Regions from separate parts of the Mus musculus genome. Here all the other regions are linked to region 1. Evidence: chromatin contacts called from public HiCAR-type, HiChIP or PLAC-seq and promoter capture Hi-C data. All regions are on one chromosome and are shown on one strand. Each heading gives the region's core, a stretch centred on a gene start, on an enhancer-like site or on the middle of the called end of the contact. The rest is flanking DNA. Distances are from core to core; before and after follow the strand shown. Region 1 holds the start of Ndufa11 (NADH:ubiquinone oxidoreductase subunit A11). Region 2 holds the start of Fsd1 (fibronectin type 3 and SPRY domain-containing protein). Region 3 holds the start of Plin5 (perilipin 5). Region 4 holds the start of Chaf1a (chromatin assembly factor 1, subunit A (p150)). Region 5 holds the start of Vav1 (vav 1 oncogene).

Evidence for each region. HiCAR-type assays count read pairs that join an accessible place to other places. HiChIP or PLAC-seq counts read pairs in DNA pulled down with a chosen protein or histone mark. Capture Hi-C pulls out chosen DNA fragments and counts their contacts.
Region 2: a HiCAR-type map of astrocytes shows a contact between it and region 1, with 2.4 times the contacts expected there. The contact joins the promoter of Fsd1 here to the promoter of Ndufa11 in region 1. A contact is called at or near these places in 1 of 115 datasets of contacts at active chromatin or transcription factors (astrocytes) and 3 of 9 other capture datasets (adipose tissue, liver and pancreatic islet).
Region 3: an H3K4me3 HiChIP or PLAC-seq map of embryonic stem cells shows a contact between it and region 1, with 8 times the contacts expected there. The contact joins the promoter of Plin5 here to the promoter of Ndufa11 in region 1. A contact is called at or near these places in 8 of 39 promoter capture datasets (3T3-L1-derived adipocytes, the C10 cell line, cranial neural crest and 5 more), 1 of 484 Hi-C or Micro-C datasets (embryonic stem cells), 7 of 115 datasets of contacts at active chromatin or transcription factors (astrocytes, bone marrow-derived macrophages, embryonic stem cells and 2 more) and 4 of 9 other capture datasets (adipose tissue, embryonic stem cells, liver and 1 more).
Region 4: a promoter capture Hi-C map of adipose tissue shows a contact between it and region 1, with 4 times the contacts expected there. The contact joins the promoter of Chaf1a here to the promoter of Ndufa11 in region 1. A contact is called at or near these places in 9 of 39 promoter capture datasets (the C10 cell line, the HPC-7 cell line, cranial neural crest and 4 more), 3 of 484 Hi-C or Micro-C datasets (B cells, muscle stem cells and regulatory T cells), 4 of 115 datasets of contacts at active chromatin or transcription factors (embryonic stem cells, extraembryonic endoderm stem cells, large pre-B cells and 1 more) and 2 of 9 other capture datasets (adipose tissue and liver).
Region 5: a promoter capture Hi-C map of adipose tissue shows a contact between it and region 1, with 2.8 times the contacts expected there. The contact joins the promoter of Vav1 here to the promoter of Ndufa11 in region 1. A contact is called at or near these places in 1 of 484 Hi-C or Micro-C datasets (CD4 T cells), 2 of 115 datasets of contacts at active chromatin or transcription factors (bone marrow-derived macrophages and large pre-B cells) and 1 of 9 other capture datasets (adipose tissue).

What each region holds. Positions count from the first base shown.
Region 1 is chr17:56,716,146-56,719,154 of GRCm38.p6, forward strand. Ndufa11 (NADH:ubiquinone oxidoreductase subunit A11) reads left to right here and starts at 1,617. Exons shown (of 4, transcript NM_027244.1): 1 at 1,617-1,797. The coding sequence starts at 1,695. Vmac (vimentin-type intermediate filament associated coiled-coil protein) reads right to left here and starts at 776. Exons shown (of 2, transcript NM_178926.3): 1 at 489-776. The coding sequence starts at 679.
Region 2 is chr17:55,984,863-55,988,133 of GRCm38.p6, forward strand. It overlaps Fsd1 (fibronectin type 3 and SPRY domain-containing protein), which reads left to right and starts at 1,649. Exons shown (of 13, transcript NM_183178.2): 1 at 1,649-1,791; 2 at 2,881-2,976; 3 at 3,262-3,271. The coding sequence starts at 1,777.
Region 3 is chr17:56,115,597-56,118,805 of GRCm38.p6, forward strand. Plin5 (perilipin 5) reads right to left here and starts at 1,702. Exons shown (of 8, transcript NM_001077348.1): 1 at 1,487-1,702; 2 at 1,233-1,293; 3 at 662-857; 4 at 1-37. The coding sequence starts at 1,530.
Region 4 is chr17:56,038,772-56,041,854 of GRCm38.p6, forward strand. It overlaps Chaf1a (chromatin assembly factor 1, subunit A (p150)), which reads left to right and starts at 1,645. Exons shown (of 14, transcript NM_013733.3): 1 at 1,645-1,780. The coding sequence starts at 1,741.
Region 5 is chr17:57,277,195-57,280,444 of GRCm38.p6, forward strand. Vav1 (vav 1 oncogene) reads left to right here and starts at 1,906. Exons shown (of 27, transcript NM_011691.4): 1 at 1,906-2,207. The coding sequence starts at 2,004.

The DNA.
Region 1 (3,009 bases), core at 367-2,866:
AGATGGAGGCAGAAGGATCAGGGGTTGAAAGCTACATAGTGCCTTTAAGGCCAGCCTTCTCTCAAAAAACAAAACAGTGCCAGTTTTGTGTGTCCTTCGGTAGGACTTCCGCATGGTCACAAATGGTTGTCACAGATCTGACTATTCTATATAGGGGTGTTCTGTGCCTTTGTCTACCGATGTGGGCCCCTACCCAGCAGCTTCCTTCGATCATCAGACACAATACTCTTGCACCTACCGGCAGACTCGGCCTTGTGGGTGGGACAGCTGGCTTCATTTTAACAGTTTGAAATGCTCTCAAGTAACCCAGGCTATACTCTAAAGTCCCCATGTAGTCGAGGATGGCCCGAACTCCTGATCCTCCAGTCTCAGCCCTCCTAGTGCTGTGATGCCGGGCATTTAGTGCTCCGGAAATTTTTGCTCTCGGTTCCCAGCCCTTTCCACCCGCCTCCTTTGGGATGTCCGCCGGGCCTCCTCCAGGGCCTCACCGGTCCTTGGCGCGACCCAGCTCATCCAGGGCGGCGCGCAGGTGCTGGTCGTGGCAGGCCAGGCGCTCGGCCTGCGCACCAATCGTGCGCTCAGCCGCCAGCAGCCGCCTCTCCAGCTCCGCTGCGCGTCGGTGCACGGCGGCCAGGTGCGCGTTCGCCTCCCGGATCTGCAGAGGTGGCGGCGCAGACATGGCCCCCGGCTGCCGTGCAGGCCCCACCCCGCCCTGTCGGGTCACGCCCACAACGCAAGAAGCCCCGCCCCTGAGCCCGACCCCCACCCCCCACCCCCTCCCTCACATGCAGCTGCCAGGCTGCCGCTGCATTAATTTAAACCTTCTCAAGAGGCCCCGCCCAACTTCGAAGTGACGTCAAGAAAGACACGCCCCCCGGAGGAAGGCGTGTGCTTCCTCTTGGGCTCTCACTATTGGCCACGTTTCTACCAGGGGCAGGACTAAGTGCGGCCACGCCCCGTAGCCAATGTTCACGTCCCTTTCAGGACCAGCTCCTGAGTGTGGCTGTGCCTGCGAGTGCAGCGAGGACTTAAAACCAAAGCAGAGTGGGCCTGGTCTCCGTCAATTATAATCCTCACGCTAAATCCTCACGATTGGTCCCCTTGCCCCCAGCCTGGCCACGCCCCCAAATAGTTACACGCGGTCCTGATTGAGATGGGCATGAAACCACACCCCTACACAGTCCGGATCCCTGACGAGCCAACCGCTTTTGCGCTGTGTCCCGCCGCGTCCGTGCAGCTCCGGCTAACTAGGGTATCACTAGCCTCGCGCTGTAATATCTGCCCTGCGATTGTCCTACCTTCTGTTAGTTTCGATCGCTGACCTGCCTGACAGTGTAATGGCTGTCCTGCGACCTGTCAATCCCATCCTTGGATGCACTATCAACATTCTCCGTACTAGAAACCTCGTCTTCGCTAGGGCTGGAGGCGTTTTTCTTCATGGCCTCAGTTTACCTTTCCTGACGTCACGGGCGTCTCTGTCCAGATTCACTTGTGGACCGAGCACGACACAGATCTTGCTACGGGATTAATAAGACCTCGGTACAAACCTGCACTGCGCGCATGCGCGCACGCCTTGTCTGCGTCCAAGGCGTTCAATAAAGTTGCGCGCTGGAAACCTCGCGAGAGTTGACCTAGCCGGCTACCCTTGAGTTCGCCCAGACGCTTTAGGGTCGGCCGAGCAAGCCCAGCTAGGTATGGCGATGGTGAAGCGGTTCTTTGAATCTTACCATGAGGTCCCCGACGGCACCCAGTGTCATCGCAAGACCTACATCACCACGGCCTTAGGCGGCATTTGCGGTGAGCGCGGGCCGGTGGGCGGGCGGAGGGCGGAGGTCTGGAAGCAAAGGTCAGAGGGCGCGCGGAGGTCCCTGGGGCGCCGGGGCGCAATGGCTGTAAAGGCGGAAGAGGTTGAGACTTTTGAGGGGCGTAGACTCGTCAGTGCCTAGGGGCTTCAGAGGTCGTAGGTCAATATCAGGGAGCAAAAGCTGGAGAAAATGTGAAGGTCATTTCAGCGTCGTCAGGAGTTTTTAGGGTTAAGGGGTGATCGGGTCATCGGAGTTTTTGAAGACAAGTTCTAGGGTTGCCTTGGCAAGACTGCAAACCCTCTGTGTAGCGGAGGATGGCCTTGAGGTCTTGATTCTCCTGTCTCCAGTCTGGCCTGCATGATCCTCCTGCCTCAGCTGCCCGAGTGCTGGGATGACAGGGCTACACCCCAATCTAGCCTCTGGAAGATGTTTTTGTTATTTTTGTTTTGTTTTGTTTTGTTTCTATTTTCCGCCACCACGGAACCTATTAATTTGCTCTTATTTTTAAATGATTTAAAGTGATTTAGTTTTGTCTTACGCTCATTGGTGTGTTACCTGTATGTCTTGTGTGTCCGATTCTCTGGAATTGGAGCTGCAGACAGTTGTGAGGTGCCCGTGTGGGGCCTGAGAGTTGAACCCAGGTAATGTGGAAGGGCTGTTCTATTTCTCCAGGACTGAGAGAGAGCCATCTCTCCAGCATGATTTACTATTATTTTGGACATGATCTCCCTATGTAACCCAGGCTGGCTTGGGATTCAAAGAAAGTGTCCCGCCTCTGCCTCCTGAATTCCCAGATTAAAAGTATGCATCATCATGAGGACCTGATTCTGGAAGATTCCAAATAGGGCACACTTGTTTGGAAGGTCAGATGTCCTTTTAAGGCTGTCATGGGGTTACCTTTGGCATTTGAGACTCTTAAGGTGCCCCCTCATGCCTAGTTCATTCACTCACTTATGCTATCCCTCAAGGCCTCATTCAGTCATATATTTCTGGTGTGTCCACAGGCCTCACATTCATGAGTTTACCCAAGGCTTTGCTCCCACAAAGCAGGTGTTGTAGGGTCAGGTGATTGGGGGATTTTAAAACAGACAGAACAAGCCTAGTCGTGGTGGTGCATGCCTTTGAGCCCAGAACTTGGGGGGCAAGGCAGGCAGATCTCTGTGAGGGAGGCCATGGAGAGAACATGGGTGTTGATCCAGAGGAG
Region 2 (3,271 bases), core at 399-2,898, 730 kb before region 1:
AGCACACAAGGCCTGGGTTCCAACTCTAGCACCCCCTAACACAAACATGGTGGGGCACACCTGTTATCCCAACACAGTAAAGGCAGGAGGATCAAGACTTCCAGGGTAAGGCTGGAGAGATGGCTCAGCACTAAAGAGCACTGTTTGCTCTTCCAGAGGACCTGGTTCAACTCCCAGCACCCACATGGCAGCTCACAACTATCCATAACTCCAGTTCTAAGGAATCTAATACCTTCACACAGGGTAGCCTTGGCTACACGTGGAGTATAAGGCCAGCCTGGGCAACATAAGTTAGGAATCCCCTGTCTAAGTTCCGGGGTCTCAAGTCTTTCCCTTGTTGCAGTCTGCAGTTCTGGGCATGGGGCTAGGCCATGTCAGCAGAATTCTGTGGTAACTTTGGGGTCACACAGGTAATAACCATCAGTGTCACCGCTGTTGCCATTGTGCCGGGTGTGGTGCGCACACCTTTAATCCCAGCACTCGGGAAGCAGAGGCAGGGAGTCTCTTGAGTTGCAGGCCAGTCTGGGCTTTAGAGAGAGAGACCTCCTCTGGTAGGAAAATCAAGTCACCCTGTTCTCAGTCAAACCATAAGGGCAGCTGTAACTCCTGGTGGGCAGTGAGTGCACAGACATCCCCAGCCAATTATGCCATCTTCATTCCCGCTGGAAGGTTAGGACCTCTCTGTGAATGAAGTGGTCTTAACCTGTCCAGGCCAAGTCTGCCTCTTACAGGTTCTCATGGCCACCTGCAAGGTCTGGGCAGAAGCGGAGGCTTTGAGTGGTGAGTGGTTCTCACAGTCAACTTCCAGCCTCAGCCCCACTCTGGGGTCAGTGGCCAATACTGTAATAGTTGACCAAGAGAGTTGTCTCATACCCAATCACAACCATGACCTATTTTCTTAGGAGTGGGGGGAGGGCAGTGTTTAAAGACCCTGGGGTTGATGAAGCCCCAGGCTGGTGGTCCTCAACCTTCCTAATGCTTGAACCCTTTAATATAGTCCCTCATGTTGTGGTGACCCCCCACCCATAAAATTTTTCATTGCTACTTCATACCCATAATTTTGCTACTGTTATGAATCATAACGTAAATATTTTTGTTTTCCAAGGGTCTTAGGCGATCCCTGTGAAGAAGTCATTTGACCCCAATGTGGTTGAGAAACTCTGCCTCAGCCTTTGCCGGGCTAATAGCAGATGAACTCTTTAGATAAATATGTCTAGCCCTGAAGAGCAAGGGCTGGTAGAAAGGTTTCTAGGGGAAGATACAATCTGAGGCTTTGGGGGATGTATAGGACCTTGTCTCACTGTGCGACCATAATGGCTCTATTCTGGTTGGTTGTACAAGCAGTAAGTGGCAAGCATGTGGGCCACCGAAGGACAGCTCTCAGGGTAGGAAAGGGTGGGCACCCTGGGTGCCAATTTGAATAGCAAACCGGATCAATCTGAGGTGAGTAAGGGATAGTCCTGAGTTCACAAGACAGGATAAGAGGCCAAACTCAGATATCCTGCCTTCCGCCTGAGGGCTTCCTCATCCCTCCCAGTATTACACTGGGATAACCCAAGCTCCGGAGGAAGACAACTACATTTCCCAAGCAGCGCCGGTCGCTCGCGCATGCGTAGTACATGTAGTGATGGAGCGCTGAGCAGGGGGCGCGGCGGCGGAGGCGGCGAGGGCACGGAAGGCTAGTTGGCTGCTGTCTGCGTCCAAGGAACTTTAAGGGTTTGGAGAACCAGCTGAAGGGGACCCGCGGCCAGGCCAAGGCAACAGGGGGCTGCAACTATGGAAGACCAGAGGGTAGGACCTGGAGAAATGCAGGGATTGGGAACAGGGAGGGGACCAGGTGATGCCGCAGCGCCCCTCCCCCCGCACGGGCCGCCCGCACAGCGGCTCCTGTTAACACGCAGACCCCCTACCTCTCCTCCCCGCTCCTGCCCTCCCTCAGCATCTCGTCATCCTAGCCTGGGATCCTAATCCACCCCACAGGTCACCAACCCAAGCTACGCAGGGCCCAGCCCCACCACCCTGGGTGGGAACCGGCTTCTGGTGTCCTCCACCTGCTTTCCCAGAGGATCCTCCTCTCCTTGCCCAGTCCTTCACAAGCAAGACCTTCCAGCTGCCCAAGTGAAACCCGTCCACTTCCCAGGCGGACCCCTGCCTATCACGCCTCTCCCAGGAGAAGTTTGTTTCTCCATATACTCAGTTGGACTCTGGGACTCGCCTTGCCCAGACTACTCTCTCGGTGCAGCTCACCTTCAGCTTTAAAGATGCACCTACTGGCCTGGGTTGCTGGTGGTACACTCCTGTGTCCTATCCTCTAGAGGTAGAGGCAAGAGGTAGATGTTAGTTCAAGACTAGCCTAGGCTACACAGTGAGACTCTGTCTCCAAAACTGAACAAGGAGCTGTGGAGGTGTCTCAGTGGGTAAAGTGTTTGCTATGCAAATGTGAGAACCTGAGTTCAAGTTCCCAACGCCCACGTAGGAAGCTAGTTTAGTGTGTAGCTGCATACACTACAGCCCCAGCCCTAGGGACACGGACACAGGAGGATCCCTGGGGCTCGATGGCAGCTGGCCTAGACCAGGCTCACTGAGAAACCATACTCAAGTAATAGGTGGACATTGAGAGAGGAAGACAGCCAACATTGACCCCTGGCCTCCACATGCATGTGCATGCATACATATGTGCACACACACACACACACACACACACACACACACCCAAAGTCAAAACCAAATAAGCTCAGTGCTCAAAGTCTGTCCCTGAGAGGCTCTGTGGGCTCCAGTTTTCTTCTCTACTATGGGAATCTCACAGCCTCACATCAGACCTGTATTCCTGGAGGACAGCGCTCCCCCAACCTGCTGCCCCATGTTCCTTCTGTCCCCCAGGAGGCGCTAAGAAAAATCATCACTACCCTGGCCATGAAGAATGAGGAGACGCAGACCTTCATCTACTCCCTGAAGCAGATGTTGCTGAATGTAGAGGTGAACAGTCTGCTCCTGTCTGCAGATGTGGGTGCAGGGGAGAGGCCAGGAGGCACCCCTCTGTCTGCTGGGGACTCTCCACACCTTGGTTTCCCCGTCTGCATAGCCCTTGCCTTTTCTTTTGTGAGATGGGGTTTCTCTCTGCAGCCCTTGCTGGCTCAAGACTTGCTCTATAGAGCAGGCTAGCTTGGAACTCAAAGAGATTCACCTGCCTCTGCCTCCCCAGGGCTGGGGCTAAAACATGCATTACTGCTCTAGCCTCATGGTAGCCTCTCTCCATTGCAGGCAAACTCAG
Region 3 (3,209 bases), core at 452-2,951, 600 kb before region 1:
TCTAGTCCCCTGCAGGCAAGATCATTCACTGTGGCCACTGAAGAGAGAGGGAGAGCAGTGGGCAGGTGTGAAGCTTTCTGACAGGAGGGACATGGCAGAGAAGGTGAGACCACAGGGGATCTGTGGCATTCTAGCAATTGAGCCCAGTTTCTCCCATCCTCTGCTGGGTCTCTCAGTTCAACCGGACTCAGAGTCTTGGGAACAACAGAAAAGTTGGGAGCCCACAGGGAACTACTTCTTCAGTCACACAGTCAGTCAAGGGTTTCTTGTCAAGTCAGGTGGGAGCTCTGAACCAGTGACCTGACCTTAGGAGACAAGGATGACCCCGAAGGTTGGAAAGGGCAGGGGGGTGGACAGAATTAGGGACCTAGAGAGGACCCAAGAAGGGATTTGGACTCACTACGTGTGGAGTCGATCCCAGCACAGCATAAACCGTGTGGTGGTGCATCATCCCAGCACTCAGAAGGCTGAGGCAGGAGGATTGCTGAGCATTTCAGGCCAATCTGGGCTACAGAGCAAAACCCTAACTCAGAAATTTTTTAAAAAGAGAGGTGTGGGGAAGCATTTGTGAATGGGCCTGGGAGGGACACCTGGTTCTGAAGATAGCAGAGACTGACTACAGACCAAGGTGGTAGGGACTATGGTAGGGACTTAGACTCACACTGGGGCTGCAGGTGCTCCAGCAGTGGCTGTGCGTGGTCCAGGGCACAGGTAGTCACACTACACACACAGTGCTCAGCAAGGCGGCAGGCGGAGCCCAGCAGCGGGTGCCTGTCCTTGGCCGAGTTGTAAGCACTGGACACGGCAGTGCACGTGGCCTTGACCAGGGGCAAAGCCACCACTCGATTCACCACATTCTGCAGAGAACAGTTACATCAGGGCACAGCCATACCCCGATTCCCTTCATTGTGCTAGGCTGGGGGACACAAAGCAGGTCGCCTACCAAAGGCTGCAGCATGCAGCACACACACAGCAACAGGGCAACTTCTGGACCTACAGATGAGGCCAGGGCGGGAAGGGGGGCTGTTTGGGTGACCTGCACACAGGTCTGGAGAAAGACCTGACTGCTTGGGGCCTTAGTTTCCCCACAGGTGTAATTGTACCCTAAGTTTGATGCTATCACTGTAGTGACTACAATAGGTGACACCTGGAGCTATGAGAAGGGACTGGACCTTGGTCGGGCAGGGACCCAGCCACGAACCCCCCAGCCCCCTGCTGTCGTCCTTCTTTACCTGCTGGTCCAGTTCTCCCAGGCTGGATCCAGGGTCCTGAGCTGTCTGATCACCGGACATTCTGGGGGGAGGGGGGGGTAAGACACAGAAAGAGAGGGAAACCCTGAGAGTCAGCCCTGTGGAGTATTCTGGGGTCCATCAGCAAGGCATGTACAAGGCCCAACACACAGAAGGTATACAATGAAAAATCTATGACTTTGTGGGAGGACAGGCGTGGGCCCTGGTGGGACGAGGATGAGTTCAAATGTCATTACCTGCTGTGTGGCGCTAGGGTGGTGTCTTCACCTCTCTGGTCCATTTCCAGTAGGGACAGACCCGCACACCAGCCCCCGTTGCAGAGGTGGGGGCAGCGGTCAGAGAATCAGATCCCTTTGACGGGCAGGAAAGTTGAGGCAAAGATTGCACGTGGAGCTCCGAGGTCACCCTCAGCTGTCCACGGTGACAGGGACGCTGACCTCAGGGCTCATGCCCTATGTATCCCCACCATGGCCGTCCCACTGTCCTCTGCGCCTGGGCCCCGCCCAACTGGGTCCTGGGCCCGGGCCCACTGGGCCAAGGGTCCTGCCACCTGCTGTGCCTGTGGCTCCTCGCATTCACCCCCGCCACTTCCACCCTGCCGAGTTTGGGTCAGGGCCATCCCTACCCCACCCTCTACCCTCGCCTGCGCCCTCACCTGGGTGCAGAGCTCAGATCCCGCGTGTATCCGCCCCCCGGCGCTCCCACCTGAGTCAGCCCTCCGTCCTTATAGCAGGTCTGGGTGGGGCCTCCGCACGCGAGCCAATGAGGCGCCGCCGGGGGTGGATCTGGAGCTTCCCCGCCCCCCACAGGCGCCATGGTTGCCATAGCGGCTCAGGGACGCTGAATCCTGGTCCAGTCACCATGGCTGACCTCAGACTAGGACTGAGGACTTTCTTTTTGTTGTTGTTGTTTGTTTGTTTGATTGGTTGGTTGGTTGGTTGGTTGGTTTTTGGTTGGTTGGTTGGTTGGTTTTTTCGAGACAGGGTTTCTCTGTATCGCTCTGGCTGTCCTGGAACTCACTCTGTAGACCGAACAGGCTGGCCTCGAACTCAGAAATCCGCCCGGCGACTGAGGACTTTTCTTCTTCTTTCTCCTTCTCCTTCTCCTTCTCCTTCTCCTTCTCCTTCTCCTTCTCCTCTTTTTTCTCCTCCTCCTTTTTTCTCCTCCTCCTCCTCCTTCTTCTTTTGTTGTTTTTTTTTTGTTTTGTTTTGTTTTGTTTTTTGTGACAGGTTTTCTCTGGCTATCCTGGAACTCATTTTGTAGATCAGGTTGGCCTCGAACTCAGAAATCCACCTTGCCTCTGCCTCCCAAGTGCTGGGATTAAAGGCATGAGCCACCACGCCCGGCGACTTTCTCATTCTTCAGTCTTTTCCGTTTGTTTTGTTTGATTCAGACTCTCTCTCTGTAGTCAAGACTTGACCAGAACTCACTATATAGCCCAGGATAGCCTCAAAGTAACCACATAGCCAAGGATGACCTTGAACGCACCACCCAGTGGCTAAGACAACAGATGTGCCACACCACACATGTTTATGTGGTGCTGGGCGTGAACCCAGATCTGTGGGTGCTCGGCTGACTGCCTTCTGAGGCCCACTTCCTTTGTTATTATTATTATTACGTCTATGTGTCCTGGTGTTTTGTTGATATGTTCCATCTGTCATGATCCACAGATGCCTGATCCCCACAGAGGCCAGTAAAGTTGACAGACCCCCTGTGACTGGAGTAACATGTGACCTTGAGCTATCATGTGGATGCTGGGACTGGAACTCCAGCCTGAGCTGTTAAGCCATGGGTGGTCTCTCTGGCCTCCATCTTATTTTTAATCTGCTGTTTAATCCTGAGAGCTGTTAAGCCTGTCAGTTCTGACCCCATTTTACAGATCAGCAAACTGAGACCCAAGTTTTAACCCACTCTCCCCAGCTCCCTCTGCAGGACTGGGGTGAGAAGCCTAGTTTTGCC
Region 4 (3,083 bases), core at 395-2,894, 680 kb before region 1:
GGTTTCCTGGCACGCCCACCGCCCACCAGCAACTCACAAGACTCCCTCAAGGGTGCTCTTTATTTTATATGTTTTGAGATGGTGGAGGCTGGCTTCAAACTTGGTACTTAGCTCACCGTGGCCTTTAACTCCTAATCTTTCTGCCTTCACCTCCCAAATACAGGGCTGACAGGTCCTTGACAGCAGGATTGGCTCCACGAGACCCACACAATTCAATCAAATTATATTCTTCAGCAAGTCAGAGATTTGATGAGGTCCGTGACACTAGAGCACTCCTTACCTTCACTGAGCCCATGGCCCAAAAGCAATTCATACAACTAATTCATTAGCTAAATAACCCACTTACTAGCCACAGCTTCAAGAAAACTGTTGCAGGCATTCGAGCTGTTTGCAGATAAAGAAAGGTTTCTTCCTCCACCTAACAACAGCAGCAACAACAACAAGAAAAGATTTAGAAACTAGTGATTGGGTTCCAGATCAGCAAGGCTACATAGTGAGATTCTGTCTTAAAATTAAAAACAAAAACAAAAGACAGAGGCAATTATTCTTTTGTTGTTGTTGTTGTTTTTGAGACAGGGTTTCTCTGTATAGCCCAGGCTGTCCTGGAACTCACTCTGCAGACCAGGCTGGCCTCAAACTCAGAAATCCACCTGCCTCTGCCTCCAGAGTGCTGGGATTAAAGGCCGGCTGAAAAACATTTTTTTATACATCGTATCACTGGCTGTCTTGGATCTTGCTATGTAGATCAGGTTGTCCTCGAACTCAGAGATCCACCTGCTTGTAAATCCCAAGTACTAGGATTAAAAGCATGAAGCACCAGACTCAATTTTTTTCATTTAATATTCTTCAAAGTAATTTACACGAAAAGAAGGAATATATGGTTGAAAAGATTTATAATTTTACAATAGAAAAACATTCCTAATTTTAAAATAAAGCAAATTGTTAATTTATTAAAAAGTGGTTCATCATTTCAAAAATGAAATGCCCAGCTGTAACATTTTTAGAAAGAGTTTATATCCGGGCAATGGTGGCACACGCCTTTAATCCCAGCACTTGGGAGACAGAGGTAGGCAGATTTCTGAGTTCAAGGCCAGCCTGGTCTACAGAGTGAGTTCCAGGACAGCCAGGGCTACAAAGAGAAACCCTGTCTCGAAAAAAAATTATAGTTAAAAGAGAAATTAATGCAAGAAATAAAATTAAAGGAAGTAATTCTCTAATTACAATGGCTACTTTCAACCCGTCACTATTATACCTTAATTCCCATTACTCTTCCAATGGGTAATTTCAAGTTGTCACTACTAATCTAAACGTACCCTTCCCACCTCCTGGAACGCATATAGCCAATAAAAGGGGTGTGGGGGGTGTGCAAACGCTGATATTTTAGATTGACATTTCTTAGGATCAATAGAAATGCAGATCTTCCCAGCAGCTCCTGAACCGCCGGAAAGGAGCCTTCATCCGCCTCCCGCGGGATTTTCTAGCACATAAACCGAAGTTCTCGCGAGGACGTACTGAGTGCACCTCTTTTTCCGGAGGCTGAGGTGTCACGTGACGCAAGCTCCTCCAATCGGCGCGCGGGCCGCGGTGGTTGCCGCGGTTCCCGCCAAATACGAGCGCGGCGGCCGCGGCGGCAGCAGAAGTGACACCGGTGGGAGGCGGAGTGTGCAGCCTGGCCGCCCGACTGAAGCCTGAGCCGCCGCCGCCGCCGCCGCCGCCGCCGCCGCCGCCGCCGTCGCGGAGATGTTGGAGGAGCCGGAGGCCGCGACGCGGACAGCCGCGGGTGGGTGAAACTGCCTAAAGGAGCGGATCCAAGCCTAAGTGGCCTCGGGGCGGAGACCAGGAGAAGGGAGGGCTCTTAGGAAACTGAGGCCTCGGGGAGGGGGAAGAGTCAGCTTCGCAAGCTCCCGAAGGCATCTTGTGTCGCCTAAATAGCTGGAGTAAATGGGGAAACCGAGGCCCCGAGTTGGATTTGATGGATCCTGAGTGCTTGTGTCCTCTTGAAATCAATTGGATCTTGTAGCAGCAAGTGGAGAAACTGAGGGCAAGGAGAAGAAAAGTCAGTCGTACAAGTTATTAAGTGCGTTTGTGAATTCCAGAGCAGTTCGGACCTTTGCAATGGGCGGGGAAATTGAGGCCCGTGCTCACTTGAGCTCTGGACACCAGAGTAGCAGCAACTCTGCGGGGCAGGGCTAGTCCAGGAAGGTCGGTTTGGGTGGTTAAAGCATAGCCAGGAACCCTTTCTGGGTCCCGAAAAGGGGCCCTTTGTGAGTGTGGTATGGACCAGTCGGGTACGTGTTAGGAGTCTTTGTAGCATGCGGTAGGCTTCCCGAAATGTGGGGTGCCTATTCCCCGCTAAATTGTATCCCCAGTGTGTGTTGAACGATTGAGGGGCTGGAAAAGACGAGGTCGGTCCTGATAGACTAAGATTTCTCCAATTGAGCACCACTGACTAGACAGCCCTTCTGGGTACATTACACTAGTCTGCAAGCTCGGAGATGAGGGGAATTGGGGATGGCCAATTTCAGGATGGAGAGCCGCATCCTCAATCTCCATCCACTTCTGGGATAACTCTGGCCCCTTTTACAGTTCTGATCATCAAAGATACACACACACACACACACACACACACACACACACACACACACACACACCCTTCACAGCCTGGTATTCCAGGAAGGCTGGAGCTGTTGTTCTGACTGGCTTGAGAATTTTATGTGGGCATTAATAGTCGTACAATTCCTGGACTCTCATGGAGCATTGTTTTTATTTAACCAAGGTGGAACGTTTAAAACCGACACTATTGCTCTGGCAATAAAGACCAGTTTGGTGTAGCAGTTCATACCTGCAGTTCAGCATCCTAGAAGCTGAGGCAGGAGGATGATGAATTTCAGGTTGATCTGGCCTCTGACCACCTGAATTGTATCCTGGGAAGAAGAGAATCAATTCCACAAGCCTGTATCCAATAAATTAATTAAAGTGGAATAAAACTTTTAAAGAAAAAAGTGTCCTTCGGGGGGGGGTGGCTTTTTTTTTTAAAATAGAAAATTGAGGTGATGTTACCTTCCATTCAAATGAGAAGAAGG
Region 5 (3,250 bases), core at 656-3,155, 560 kb after region 1:
CAAATCAACTAATAAATGACAGGGAAGGGCACTGGTGACCTTGACTCGGACGAGAACTCACAGCAGGGAAGGTGGGCTTATAGTATGATAATTAAGGGTGGAGGAGGGCTGTGGCTTAAAATTTAGGAAGACTTAAGGGAAAAAAAATGACATTTGGGGGCTGGGGAGATGGTTCAGTCAAATGCTTGCTACTCAAATGAGAGGACAAGAGTTCAAATCCCTAGGGCACAATTAAAGCAGGAGGAGGTAGTCTGTGCTCTTTAATCTCAGTGCTCCTAAGACGAGATGGGGGCAGAGACAATTCTGGAAGTTCAGCTAGCCAGGAGCAGTTAGCCCAGGAGTAAGAGAGACTCTATGTTAAGTATGTGGAAGAGAGGGTCTACACTGAGGCTGTCCTGCCACCTCAACACACACGCCATAGTGTTCTCTCTCTCTCTCTCTCTCTCTCTCTCTCTCTCTCTCTCTCTCTCTCTTTCTCACACACACACATACAAGTTTTAAAGAAAAAAGGAAAAGTGGGTGGTGAGGGTGAGAGGGCTCTGTGGGCAAAGGTGATTGCTACCAAGCCTAATGATCTGAGCTCAATCGTTGGGGCTTGCATGGTGGAAAGAGGACCTACTCCCTTGGGCTGGTGAGATGGCTCAGTGGGTTAGAGCACCTGACTGCTCTTCCGAAGGTCCAGAGTTCAAATCCCAGCAACCACATGGTGGCTCACAACCATCCGTAACAAGATCTGACCCCCTCTTCTGAAGTGTCTGAAGACAGCTACAATGTACTTACATATAATAAATAAATAAATAAATAAATCTTTAAAAAAAAAAAAAAGAGGACCTACTCCCCCATGTTAACCTTTGACCTCCACACATGTACTGTGCCCCACATGTACCTTCACACATACACACATACATATGTATATATATACACACACACACATATATATATGTAATAAAAGTGAAATGGCTTTCAAAGTAGAATATATTTTCTAATGTTTATTATAGTTCTATTTGTTGGCAGTTTCCTACATGTTAACAACCTATCTTCGTCCTACCCACCCTCAACTCCCCTCTGACTCCGAATGAGAGTGGACTCTCTTTACCTTATCCCCACTTTCTTGCTCTTTTGTAACCCTTTGCATCCATTACTGCTGCCTGTGGGCATGTTGGCTCCCTCCTGGCTTTGTCTTGTGCTGCCACCATAACTGCACGGAGTTCATGAGCGTAGTGGCCATGGGTATGCCCTGGAGATAGCATTTCACATCCCCCGCCCCCGACTCTTACCGACTTTCTGTTCCTTCTCCCTTGAGCCTCGGGCTGGTGGTGGTATAGATGTCCCATCTATGGCTGAGCACTCAGTAATCAAAAAGTAACATGTAAGAAGTGATGGAGTGAATTAGTGTCTTCTGTCAGGTGGTGGGCACAAGTGCAAAGGCCCTGGGGCAGGATGGAGGTCAGGGAGTGAAGAACAGAGAGAGGAGAAGAGGCTGGCAGGGGTTGGGGCAGGGTGAACAGGGCCTTGTGGGGTGCAGGAAAGACATGAGTTTTGGCCCCAAAGCAAGGTTGAACCAGGAGGGTTATGGGTGGTGGAAGAATGGTTGAGACTTGACTCAGTGTTCAGTGGTCCCTTTTGGCTGCTGCAGGGGCAAAAGGCTGTGAGAGATCAGGGCCGTAGACTGGGGACCAGGAGGAGACAGGAGGTGACAGCCTAGGTGCCTACGGCTGGATGAGATAGTGGCACCTTAGTTCAGCAGGTGCCCAGGTCTGCTCAGTGTAGGTGGAGAAAGACGAGGTCACACCAGTGAGTGGAAGCTGTGAGGGCGTAACTGCAGATGCTGCTCCCCCTCCGCCCCACAGCTCCTCCCCACCCCCACCCCGGGGCGACAGTTACAGTCACAGAAGAGGAAGTGGTGTTGTAGTTGTCCCCACTGGGGCAGGCGGCGGCGGTGGTGAAGGAACGAGGGTGCACGGGGCCTCCCCGAGGGGCCAAGTGAGAGGCCGGCAGCCACCATGGAGCTCTGGCGACAGTGCACCCACTGGCTGATCCAGTGTCGGGTGCTGCCTCCCAGCCACCGTGTGACCTGGGAGGGGGCCCAGGTGTGTGAGCTGGCACAGGCACTGCGGGACGGTGTCCTCTTGTGCCAATTGCTTAACAACCTGCTTCCCCAGGCCATTAATCTTCGCGAGGTTAACTTGCGGCCCCAGATGTCCCAGGTGAGTCTGCTGGGTGATGCTAGGGCCCGACTGGATAAAGGCTGGTAGGCCCGGCTCTGGCTATGGAGAGGTGTCGAGCAGAACGGAGCTCTGGGTGGGTTTGTACACTCTTGGTTGGCTTGCAGCTGTCCCAGCAAATTTAGGGGGAAATCTCCCTATCCCGCCCCGCCCCCAGCTGACTCTGTTGAGATCCATTTAAAGGGGTCCTAAGAGGTATCTTGTTGCCTCGTAGTTAGCCAAGAGGGTGCATGAGGTTGGAGAACCAGATTCAAGAGAGAGAGGCCTTCAGTTTCTCCCCCACCGGTGGCTCCTCCTCTTCCACCTCTTCTGCCCCCCTCCTCCTCACATCTTCCTTCACCTCCATTTCCTGCCAGGGCTTTGTGCTGTGTGGCGTGGAGTGTTGGGGGCTGCAATGCGAGACCCTGTGGCATCCCAACTCTACCTATTTCGGGAAGGGCCCATTGAAGTGCAGGGCCCAGGCCTAGGGTCCTAACAAGGCCCTGGGTGTCCCTGAGTTTGACATCTGTGCACTCTCCGTGTTTCAAGTGGAGGCATGGTCAGACTATGCCCCGGTGAGCCTAGAAAATGTATTCAAATCCTTATTTGAATGTGGCTGGGGTGGTGGTGAAAGGTGACTGGTGGCTTTGTACTCTTTTCTCTGCTTCCCCAGGGATGCTGGGTTTCGGGGGGAGGGCTGATAGCCCTAGAAATGAAAGGTATAGGTTCAAGTCAAAGGGATCCACAGCCTTACCGTGGGGTGTGAGGGACATGAGTTGTATCTAAGGGAACATGGCCTTGCCATGGGGTCTGAAGGACACATCCTTGGTGTAGGGGGCATCTGTCTGTCTGTCTGTCCTCTTGCTCTCAGTCTGCCAGTCCTGTACAGCCTGTTTTTCCAAGTCCCAGGAGGCTGTCCCTAGAAATGATGAGCAACGGGGTCAGAGCCTAGTTTCTTCCCTTCATGCGAGGGGTCCCATGGAGTTGAAGACGGGAGTTACTTTAAGAATGGCCTGCTGCAGTCTCCAGGGTATTTCTGGGGTTGT